Regions from separate parts of the Sus scrofa genome. Here region 2 is linked to region 1. A link is a contact called in public promoter capture Hi-C data. All regions are on one chromosome and are shown on one strand. Each heading gives the region's core, a stretch centred on a gene start, on an enhancer-like site or on the middle of the called end of the contact. The rest is flanking DNA. Distances are from core to core; before and after follow the strand shown.

The links. Promoter capture Hi-C pulls out the DNA fragments that hold promoters and counts their contacts.
Region 2: a contact with region 1 is called in a promoter capture Hi-C map of fetal liver, with 2.9 times the contacts expected there. The contact joins the promoter of GRIK5 here to the promoter of CNFN in region 1. A contact is called at or near these places in 1 of 5 promoter capture datasets (fetal liver) and 1 of 2 datasets of contacts at active chromatin or transcription factors (alveolar macrophages).

The regions. Positions count from the first base shown.
Region 1 is chr6:49,567,191-49,572,364 of Sscrofa11.1, reverse strand. It overlaps CNFN (cornifelin), which reads right to left and starts at 2,333. Exons shown (of 4, transcript NM_001244689.1): 1 at 2,246-2,333; 2 at 975-1,085; 3 at 396-532; 4 at 79-302. The coding sequence starts at 1,083. The coding sequence ends at 213.
Region 2 is chr6:49,836,685-49,841,956 of Sscrofa11.1, reverse strand. GRIK5 (glutamate receptor ionotropic, kainate 5) reads right to left here and starts at 1,286. Exons shown (of 21, transcript XM_021094434.1): 1 at 773-1,286. ZNF574 (zinc finger protein 574) reads left to right here. Exons shown (of 4, transcript XM_021094440.1): 2 at 4,342-4,809; 3 at 4,812-5,272.

The DNA of each region.
Region 1 (5,174 bases), core at 1,084-3,583:
CCCTGGGTCCCCGCCTCCCTCACCAAACCTCCTTCTCTACCCAGATTCCTTCCCTGGGACAAAAGGATGTAGGCGGAGTTGGTTTTACGGTTTTTTTTTTTTTTTTTTTTTAATTGTGGGTGCGTTTCTGGTGGCGGGAGAGGGCGGAGGGGCAGGACCTCCCAAGAGAGGACGGAGAAGGGCGGATGGGGAAGGAGAGGGATCGAGGAGCTTTACTCTCGGATCTTCAGTTCCCGCGCCATCTGACAGAGGGCGCAGGGCAAGCAGAAGGTGAGGGCCGCCCAGTCGTGCCCGACAGAGCCCTGGAGAGTGGGAGAAAGGTTAGCCGCTCCGCCTTGGATCCCGGGGGCCAGTCCCACCCCTCTCCTCCCGCGGGTCCTGGGCTCCGCGCGCACCTGGATGTGATAGCGCTCGCGCATGCCGGTGCGCAGGGAGTGCAGGCCTCCGGGCAGGTAGGGCGCGCAGCAGCACTCGCCGAAGTCGTCGGAGATGCGGCAGGCGAGGCACAGAGGGGCGAAAGTGCCGCACAGACCTGGGGCGGACGCAGCACTGTAAGGGCCCGGCCCGCAGGGTGCCCCCCGCCGGCTCCGCCTCGGGGAGGGGCGAAGCGGGGGTCAGCGGAGCGCGGTCGAATGTCCCAGAGGGAACTGAGTATTGGAGAAAGCGAAGCGAAGGTCCCAGAGGGAGTTAGGGGTCTGAGGATGTTGGGGGCGGGGGGGGGCGAGACTGGGAAATAGGGTATGAAGGGGGAGTTGGGGACGTGGAGAATCTGAGTGGAAATTGGAAGGTGTGAGGCCAAGAGAGTGTCGGGCATCCAAGGATGGCCTGAGGGTTAGAGAGTGCGAATTCAGCGCCCAAAGTTGGAAGCCGGGGATAGAGGGGCGAGGAGAGGGTTGGGAGTGACCTTCCCTCCCTTCCCACCAACACCACCCCGCCCCCGCCCCGGGCTTGGAGAGGGAGCGGCGGGGACTCACAGATGGGCATGTCATTGCAGCAGTCCGTGAGACCGGTGTGCCAGTCACTGAGCTGGGTCTGGTAGCAACCGCTGGCACACTGGGGCTGACTGGTCACTGGGTAGGACATGGCTGCGGAGGTGGAGGACGGGGGTCAGCGGGACAGCCTCGCAGCACTTCCTGGGCCCTCACACCTCAGCCACCCCTCCCTCTGCCGGGCAGTCGGGCGAGGCCACTAGGCCGCCCACTGAGGGGACGCCACTGTGCTTCCCCCTTCCCTCCTGCTACATCTGGGCCTGGTCAGCCCAGCTTGTCCCGGTTGTTGCTGCCTCCTGCACACGTGGTTCAGCGGGGGCTGGGGCGGGGGGCATCCTGCATGTCAGGGAAGGGCCTGCGCCACATGTGGGCGGGGCCGAGACGTGTTTCTGTCTCCTCCACGTCTGGGCCTGGGATGCTGGATTCCTCCATTTCGGAGCTTCTGGGATGCAAACAGGTGCGGTCTGTCTTCGAAGCCAGGGTGCCCAGGGGAGGGAAACGGCCATATTCCAGGGACTTGAAGGTTTGCAGGTCCATCCAGTGATCCCACCTTTGCCTTTCACGTTGTCATGCATCTCAAACTGCATCTTGCTGGCCCTGAGGAGGTGGCTGGCGTTGGGGACCGCAGAGGTGGTGGTGATGACAGCGTCAGAGTCTGTCCAAGGGATGCTGGATACTGGGGGAGGGCAGAGCAAGGGGCAGGGGCACTGGGGGCTGGGTTCTTGGGGGTAAGGATGCTGGGGGAGAAAGAGGCCAAGTCACCTTGCCAGCCACGAGAGACCTGGGACAGGGATGGATGGGGTCGGGGCGAGAAATTCGCCCATCAATGTGCAGCTGCCCGACAGACCCCAGAGGACCCTCCTCATACCAGAGGCAGAGCTGGAGAGAGAGAGAGACCAAGAGACAGAGACAGGCAGAGTCAGAAACAGGAGGAAAAAGACGTCAGAGCCACATACTGCTAGAGATGCCACCAGTAACACTCATACCTGCCCAGTACTTTGACTTTTCTGCAAGCCCATTTCACAGATAGAACACTGAAGCTCAGTGAGGTGAAGAGAAATGTCCCACAGTTGATGGCCCAGCCAAGAGAGTCAGTAGAAGGGAACTAGGCCCCAGGACTTCCAAATTCAACCCAGTGCCATCAGGTTGAGAAGGGGGTCACCAGGGACATTGAGAAAGACAGGGGTGTCCAGAGAGGTAAACAGATTTATAAGGAGACAGATGTGCGTGGAGCTGGGTGGGAAGAAAGCACCAACCTCTGAGCAGAGGGCTGCGGGTGGTTGCTCCTACCTGCGGGACTGCAACGGTGATGATGGAGACAGAGGTGTAGGTGACAGCAGGCACTGAGTTCTCAGTCTTGGGCCAGGAGTTGCTTATATCCAGGCTGGCCATGTGGCCCTGGGCGGGGCTCTGACAAAGGTGTCTAGGGAGCCAAGCCTGTCTGGCTGACTCTTCCCCTCACCGGGACTTTCCCTCCCTCTCTCCCCATCCCCCACCCCCCCACTCCCCCACTCCCCCTACTCCCGGAGGACCTCGGGAGTTGTGGGGCAGGAGGTCCAGGGATGATGAGCTGGGAGTAGAGATAGAAAAGGAAGTGGGCAGAGAGACAGAGAGGTGGAAAGAGAAGGCAGAGGGGAGGCTCAAGGGCACAGCTGTACAGAGACCAAAAGGGGGAGAGAGAGAGATGGGGAAGGAATGGGAGACAGAGGCAGGAGGGGCCAGAGGAGAGAGAGAGACAGAGATTCAGAGAGATGGAGAGAGATGGGAAGATGGAGAGAGAGACGCCAAGACAGAGAGGCACAAAGATCTGGGAGAAATAACAAGAAAGGCGGAGACAGAGATTCGGAGAAAAGACCTGAAGATGGAAAGGTGGAGGGGCTGGTGGGTGGAGGCTCTGGCCACTGGTCAAGCAGTGGCTTAGAGGGAAGGGAAATGGGGGAGACAAGAAAGGGCTCCCTCTCCCTTCACCCTTTGTGAGGCCTTAGTGAGGGGGCCTTGTCCTCCCATTCAGGGCCACCAGGCACATGGGGGGCAGTGTGTTTTGGGGACTCGTGCTGGAACACATGTGCATAAACACATTGCACCCAACTCCAAATTGGGAAGGAGTCTGGGGACTGAGAAACTTGTGCTTCCTGAAGGAGGTGGATGTGGTCTAAGACATCTGAATCCTAGCAGAGGGGAGAACTGGGGGCTGGGATTCCTAGGACGAGGAAGGAGAGGGCTGGTGGTCCAGACTCCTAGGGTTAGGCTAGGCTGCATCCCTGAGTGGCATAGGGGTGTTGGGATACCCAGACTGCTGGGTTCCTGGGAGACGAAAGAGCTGGGGGCCTGGATGCTTGAGTCAACAAAGTCTCCCCCCAACAGGCCTGGCGGGGTTGGAGGTGACTCAGTGAGGGAAGCAGAATTAGAGCCGGGTGGGGTTCCCAGCACGGGTGGCACCCCAAAAAATGTAGGAGGTGCCGTAAAATTGGGGTGTCACCTACAGAGAAGGTAGTGTTGTCACCTCACTAGGGATGGGAATGAGGTGATGAGGTGGATCACCCTGTTGGCCTGGGATCCTAATTCTCCCCCTCCTGTTGGTCCAACACACCAGGTTCTAAGCCTTGGTCTCCTGGCACCACCCAGATAGCTTGCTGTCCTTGTCCCTGGACCTAAGAGCAGCACTCAGCATCTTGCCTGTGTGTGTCCATCACTTGGTCAGGGAGCCTGAATGTCAGGGGAACATCTCCCCACTTCTTTTCTAGTGTCTCTGACCCCCATCTTGCATCTCTGCCTCCAGATCTCTCTTCTCGTCTTTCCTCATTTCTACAAATCTTTCCAAATTTCTCTGGTTCTCTGTCTCCTCATTTCTGAGTCTCTCTTCTCCCAAGCTGTGTTTCAGTTCCCTTATCCTGAAGTCTCTGCCTCCAATCTCAGCATCTCTCCCTATTTTGAGGCCTGCCCCGTGGAGCGGCCACAGGGCCCCATCCCCCAACTCTCCAGATCATGGGCTGCAGGTGACTCAGGGTCAGACCCTAGGGCTCCCAAGGTGACAACCTGAATTGTCCTCAAGTTTCCTCTCCCAACTCTGACACAGCTTAGGAGCCCCAATTAGTTTGATACAGCAACTCATGTAGATGTGGAAATTGGGATTGGGGAAACTGTGAGGTGGCCTGCTTGGGGAGTGAAGAGGAGGGCAGTGGGCAGGAAGAGGGGAAGCCCAGGGGCAGAGGAGTGACTATGGCAGAGTCTCTAGGCATCTGGCCTCCAACCTCCTCAAACAGGGTGGCCAGGTAAAATACAGGATGTCCAGTTAAATTGGAATTTCAGATAAAGAACAAATACTTTTTTTTTTTTTGGTATAAGTAGGTCCCCAGTATTGGATGGGACATATTTAAAAAGTCTCTGCTGTTTATCTGAAATTCTAGGTGAATTTGGTGTCCTATATTTCTATTTGCTAAATCTGGAAACTTACCTTCAAAGACAGAGGAATCCAGATGCCTGGGCCCCTCTGTTTCCAGAACCAGGAATCCTTCCTCCATTCCCCTAGAATCCATGAACTGGGCACCCAGCCCCTATTCCTTCAGAACCCAGGAGTCCAGGCTCCCAGCCCCTCTCTCCCCTGAATTCAGATGTCCAGGCCAGGTCAGGGTCCAGTTGCCCAATGTAGGTTTCACAAGCCGGGTGGTGCCATCCAATGGCTCTGGTGGAACCGGTCTGGCTGAGCTGGCAAGTGAGGTGGCCCCCTTCCCATTCTAAGCCTGTCACTTGCTTCCTCGAGGGCTAGCCCAGCAGGGCTGGGAGTGGAACAGGAGGGACTCGAGCAGCTCTGGGTGTGTCACCGTGTCTGGGTTTGGGTGTGTTGTATCTGTGCCTGGTATGTCCCTCTCTGGGTGCTGTGTATCTGTATGGGGATTATCAAGATGTGTCTCTTTTTGCATGTTCCCTTGTTCTGGGGTGTGACATGTAAAGGGGTCTTTTTTTTTTCCTTCTTTTTAGGGCTGAGGCATATGGAGGTTTCCAGGCTAGGGGTTGAATTGGAGCTGCAGCTGCTGGCCTACGCTACAAGTGCAGCAACACCATATCGGAGCCCGGTCTGCAACCTACACCGCAGCTCATGGCAATGCCAGATCCTTAACCCACTGAGAGAGACCAGGGATCAAGCCTGCATCCTCGTAGATACTAGTTGGATTCATTTCCGCTGCA
Region 2 (5,272 bases), core at 37-2,536, 270 kb before region 1:
TTCCTAATGATGGACAAGTTATTTAATTTCTGAGCCTCAGTTTCTTTGCAAAGCGAGAGCAATAGTTCCTCCTTCCTAGGGTCATTGAGAGGATTAAAACGAATAATGCATGGAAAGCACTGAGCATACTTTGCAAGTTATAATGCACTCAGGATGGCTTAGTTGTTGCTACCAGGCTCCTTGAGGCCCTAATAAAAATAACTCTTACATAGCTTTGACTCACATGAGTCAGGGGCTGTTATGTCCCAGATGAGGAAACTGAGGCACAGAGAAGTCAGCTTGCCCAAGACAAGAGCAAGGAAGTGGCAGGGCCAGGATTCCAATCCAGGAAGTCGGGTCTAATTACATGAACATGGTGTTGAGTTTAATCTAGGAGCGAGTTAGGACACCCAGTTACAATCTAATTGAAAAACATAATAAATGTGATGGCTGAGGAGTCAGACCTAGGTCTTACTTGGTGTTTGGGGTCTCCTAGTAGCTTTTTGGCCTCAGGAAGGTAAATGACCAATTCCTCTAGACTCAGTTTACTTATAGGAGAAACGGGAGGGGGGAGGGGGGGCAGTTAGAACAAGTTAATTTTTTGCTGCTCTCCTATCCTTAGAAAATAGCTCTGAAAACAAGAGAGCTGAGGCAACTTGTTCCTAAGGCCCTGAGGGCCAGAAAGGGATGGTGAGTTGGAAGGGTCTGAGCCCCTCGACACATGGGGACTCCTCCTTCCCTGTGCCCTGGAGGCCTGGAAGGAGGGCACCAGGGAAGTAAGGAGGATACAGACCAGGCGTTACAGGGTCACTTCCTTCAGGTTTTCACCCTGGTTGTCCTTCAGGTCATCTACCCCCCCCATTTCCCGTTTCTTCAAAACCGCCCATCGCGGCTTTTACTTTTTCTCCTTCTATTTCCCATTTCCTCCCTTATTCTTTAGGTTCTCCTTGTTCTCTCAGATTCCCTCTCTCCTTGCTTTTCTTCCGACATTTCTTCTCCCCTCCGAACCAAGGTCTTTCGGTTTTTCTTTCCTCCCTTCTCGCTGCCTTTATTCTCTAACGAAGTGAGTCTGGACCTTTGACGTCCCCTTTTTCTCCGTCCGTGCAATTGAAGCTAGTTTTCTCTCTCTCCTCGCGGTGACTGGTGGGTACTTCACTCTTTCCCTTCGCTCCTCCGGGGTTCCTGCGCCTCAAGTTACCCTGCCCCCGGCCTCCCGGTGCTGCGTGCCTCAATTTCCCCCACTTCCCCCTCCCCCGCAACGCGCCTTCCGCCTGGAGCCCCCAAGATGGCGCCCAAAGCACCACTCCGCCGTCTGACGTCACCGCGCTGCCCTCCCATCTCGAGCCGTCAAGCAGAGTCGAGGGGGTGGAGGAGGAGCATCCTTCAGGGGGCGTAAGAGGGCGGGCACGGGGGGGAGGGGGCGGCCGGTGAGGGTACATCGCTAGAGGATTGGCTGGGCGCTGCGTGGGGACTACCGATGCCCCATACTATTGGTCCAAGGCTCGAAGACGTGAGCGCCTATTGGCCGAACGGCAAGGGCCAGACGGGCGATGATTGGGCGAATTCGGCCATCCGCGCGGCGGCCGAAGAGGAAGGTGGGAGGGGCGTTGCTGGGGGCGATTGGGAGCGAGAGCGAGGCTGCGGAGCAGACGAGAGGGGACGGCGGGAGCTAGAGAGGGCGCAGCGCTAGGGTGGCCGTGCCAGGGGAGCGGCTGCCCGGGCCCGGGCCCGGGCCGTGCGAGACGGCGGAGGCAGGTAAGTGCGGGCGGGCGCCCGAAGGGCCGGCCGGGTTCCCGAACCTCCCCCCCGCGGCCTACTCTTGCCACCTTGCCTGCTCAGAGGGCCAGAGGGGGGCGCGCGCCTGGAGGTGAGGGCGGAGCGGTACCAACGGCCCGCGGGGCGCGAGGTCGGGCGCGGGCCGGGGCGGCGGGTGCGAAGAGGGCTGGAGTCGTGGGAGGGGCTGAGTGAAGAGGGACGGGACTCGGGCTAGGGGCTGGCAGGGACCTGGGTGGAAACGGAGGTGTTAAAGCTGCCCCCAGGAGGGTCTCCAAGGCTCCAGGGAGTACTCGGCAAAGGGTTTGGGGATGGGACAGTCCAGGACCGAAGGAGGGTGGAGGAGGATGGACGGTTAGAGGGCAGTTGGGTGGCCAGGGAGGGGTTTAGGGGTGGAGCAGGGGTGATTAAGTTAAAGGAAAAAGACAATCTGGCTATGCCTGGAAGGGTTAAACCAATGAGAAGGCTTAGTGTGAAAAGAATTTAGGAAATGGATGTGTCTGGGGGGAGTTTTAGAGAGAGGTCTTAGTGTGAAGAATAGGGTTGTATTAATGCGAAGAGGAGTTAAACTAAAGTGGTGAGGGTGTTGGGTACCCCTGGAATGGGTTGCGAGGAATCTCTTGCAAAGAAGGGTTATGTTATGGGAAACTGGTATCTAGTGTCCATAGAATGAGCTGAGTAGAGGTAGTCTTTCTGAAAAGTACAGGGAATTAGGTCAAGGTGAAGAATGGGAATTGGGGATCCATGGAGAGGGCGAGAGTGGTGAGAGAAGTCTGTGTATTAAGGAGGGGGGGGAGGATCCAGTAGCCCCAGAGTAATAGACTGGTGAGAGGGGTCTGGGTGTGAGGAAGAAGGATCTGGCTATCTATCCAGTTAGGATGGTGGGGGGAGGGGTTCTTCAGAAGAGGCGTTTGGGTATTCTTAATAAGATTTGGACCAGTGGGAGGGGTATGTGTGAAAGGAGTTAAACCATTTTGAAGGGTAGTCTGGACATTCCTGGATTGGATTAGAGTGTGTTGGGGGGGGGGGGAACGACACGTTTTTGCAGAGAAGAGGGTGTTTTTTTTTGGTCTTTTTAGGGCCTCACCCATGGCATGTGGAGGTTCGCAGGCTAGGGGTCCAGTCGGAGTTGTAGCTGCCAGCCTGTGCCTCAGCAATGCCGGATCCTTAACCCACTAAGTGAGGCCAGGGATCCAGCCTGAGTTCTCATGGACGATAGTCGGGTTCATTAACTGCTAAGCCACGACAGGAGCCCTGAGGGAAGGAATTTTGATGTGAAGAGGTGGTCTGAGCATCCCCAGAATGGGTTGTGGTGGGTTTGGGTCTTTTTGCAAATAAGAGGGGCTTAGGTTAGTATGAAGAAGGGTGTCGGTATTCTACAGTGTATTAGGGTGAGAGGTTGGGGTCTTTTTTTGTAAAGAAGAAAAGGTTAGGTTAATAATGCGAGGGGGTGGGGCTCAGGGTGTCCTTGTAGTGAGTGAGGGCAAGGGTAGGTCTTTTTATAAGGAAGAGGGATGTGGGTATCTGAAAATGGGTTAGGGTGGGAGGAAGGAGAAAATGTGAAGAAAGGCTCCAGGAATACCTCAATGGTCTAAGGTGGTTGTCTATGAAGAAGCTGGGTTTAAGTCAGTATGGGCGGGGGGTCTGGGTACCCCAGAGGGAATTAGAATAGTAGATGAGGTCTCACTGTACAAAAGAGATAGGTAATTAATGTGAAAGGTGTGGCTGCCCTGGCTGCATGAGTTAGGATGGTGGGAAGGGTCTGAGTATGAAGAAAGGGTTAGGTTTTTGTGAAGATGGGCCTGGGGATTGTGGAGAGGGGTTTAGGGTTGGGGTACAAGGCCTTGATTTGTAGAGAGAGTTAAGTAATTTGAAGAGGGGAGACTGGGAATCACGAAGAGGTCAAGTTGGAAAAGGTCTGGGTGTGGAAATGGGATAGGCCACTGTGAGAAAAGTATTAGGAGAAGGGACAGTTTGACATGAGGAACCTCGGCACCAAAGGGAGAGAGTTAGTGGGTGGCAGGGGTTGTGTGCAAAGGAGGGGGATTGTACCTTGAGAAGGTGCTGAAAGTGGCAGAACATTGGGGCAGTTTGAGTGGTTGGGGGGTAAAAAGAGAACCTGAGGGTGGGAGCAGAGGAGAAACAGGCTTGGAGAAGTGGGTCGTTGGGGCCTGTGTAAGGACTCCTGGGCATCTGGGGCTAGGGATGGGTAGTGTGTTGGTGAGGAATCAGTGGAAGGAAGTCTGAGTGGAGAAGAGGATATGGTTTCCTGTGTGGGGCCTTGGGCCAGCTGTGAGGCATTATAATGAAGGATTGGACAGGTTGCAAGAATCAGGCAGGTGGAGTTTGATGCGAGTTGATTGAGAGGTGAGACTCGGGTAGATCTGCTGGGAAGGTTTTGTGCTTGCTACTCCTGTGTGGGGAGGAATGGTTGTTAGGAAGTGGGGTGGGAATGGAAATATGCAAGCAAGAAGTTAGAGGGGGAAATTGATCTGGGGTTTTGGTAGGGGGATGATAAAGGGAAAGAGTTGTCCCTGGGAAGGACTAGGAAGCAGTGGTTTAGACATGATTTGTCCTCACCTCCCCCAGCCCAGGGTCTTGCCGCCATCATGACTGAGGAGTCAGAAGAAACGGTCCTGTACATTGAGCACCGCTATGTCTGTTCTGAGTGCAACCAGCTCTATGGATCCCTGGAGGAGGTGCTCATGCATCAGAACTCCCATGTGCCCCAGCAGCACTTTGAGTTGGTGGGTGTGGCCGACCCTGGAGTCACTGTGGCCACAGAGGCAGCTTCTGGCACCGGCCTCTATCAGACCCTGGTGCAGGAGAGCCAGTACCAGTGCCTGGAGTGTGGGCAGCTGTTGATGTCACCCAGCCAGCTCCTGGAGCATCAGGAGCTACACCTGAAGATGATGGCACCCCAGGAGGCAGTGCCCGCTGAGCCACCACCCAAGGCGCCCCCCCTGAGCTCCAGTACTATCCACTATGAGTGTGTGGATTGCAAGGCTCTCTTTGCCAGCCAGGAGCTCTGGCTGAGCCACCGGCAGACGCACCTCCGGCCACTCCCACTAAGCCTCCAGCTCCAGTTGTCCTGGGGTCCCCAGTTGTCCTGGGGTCCCCTGTGGGCCAGGCCCGTGTGGCTGTGGAGCACTCGTACCGCAAGGCAGAGGAAGGTGGGGAAGGGGCAGCTGTACCCTCTGCTGCTGCCACCACCACTGAGGTGGTGACTGAGGTGGAGCTGCTTCTCTACAAGTGTTCTGAGTGTTCCCAGCTCTTCCAGCTGCCAGCTGACTTCCTGGAGCACCAGGCCACCCACTTCCCTGCTCCTGCCCCAGAGTCTGAGGAGCCTGCCTTGCAGCAGCAGGAGACTCTGACCCCATCACCTGCAGACGTGCCTGGGTCTCAGCCTGATCCCCTGCCGTCCTCTGACCACAGTTATGAGCTGCGCAATGGTGAAGCCGTCGGGCGCGATCGCAGGGGGCGCAAGGCGCGGAGGAACAACAGTGGAGAGCCAGGCGGA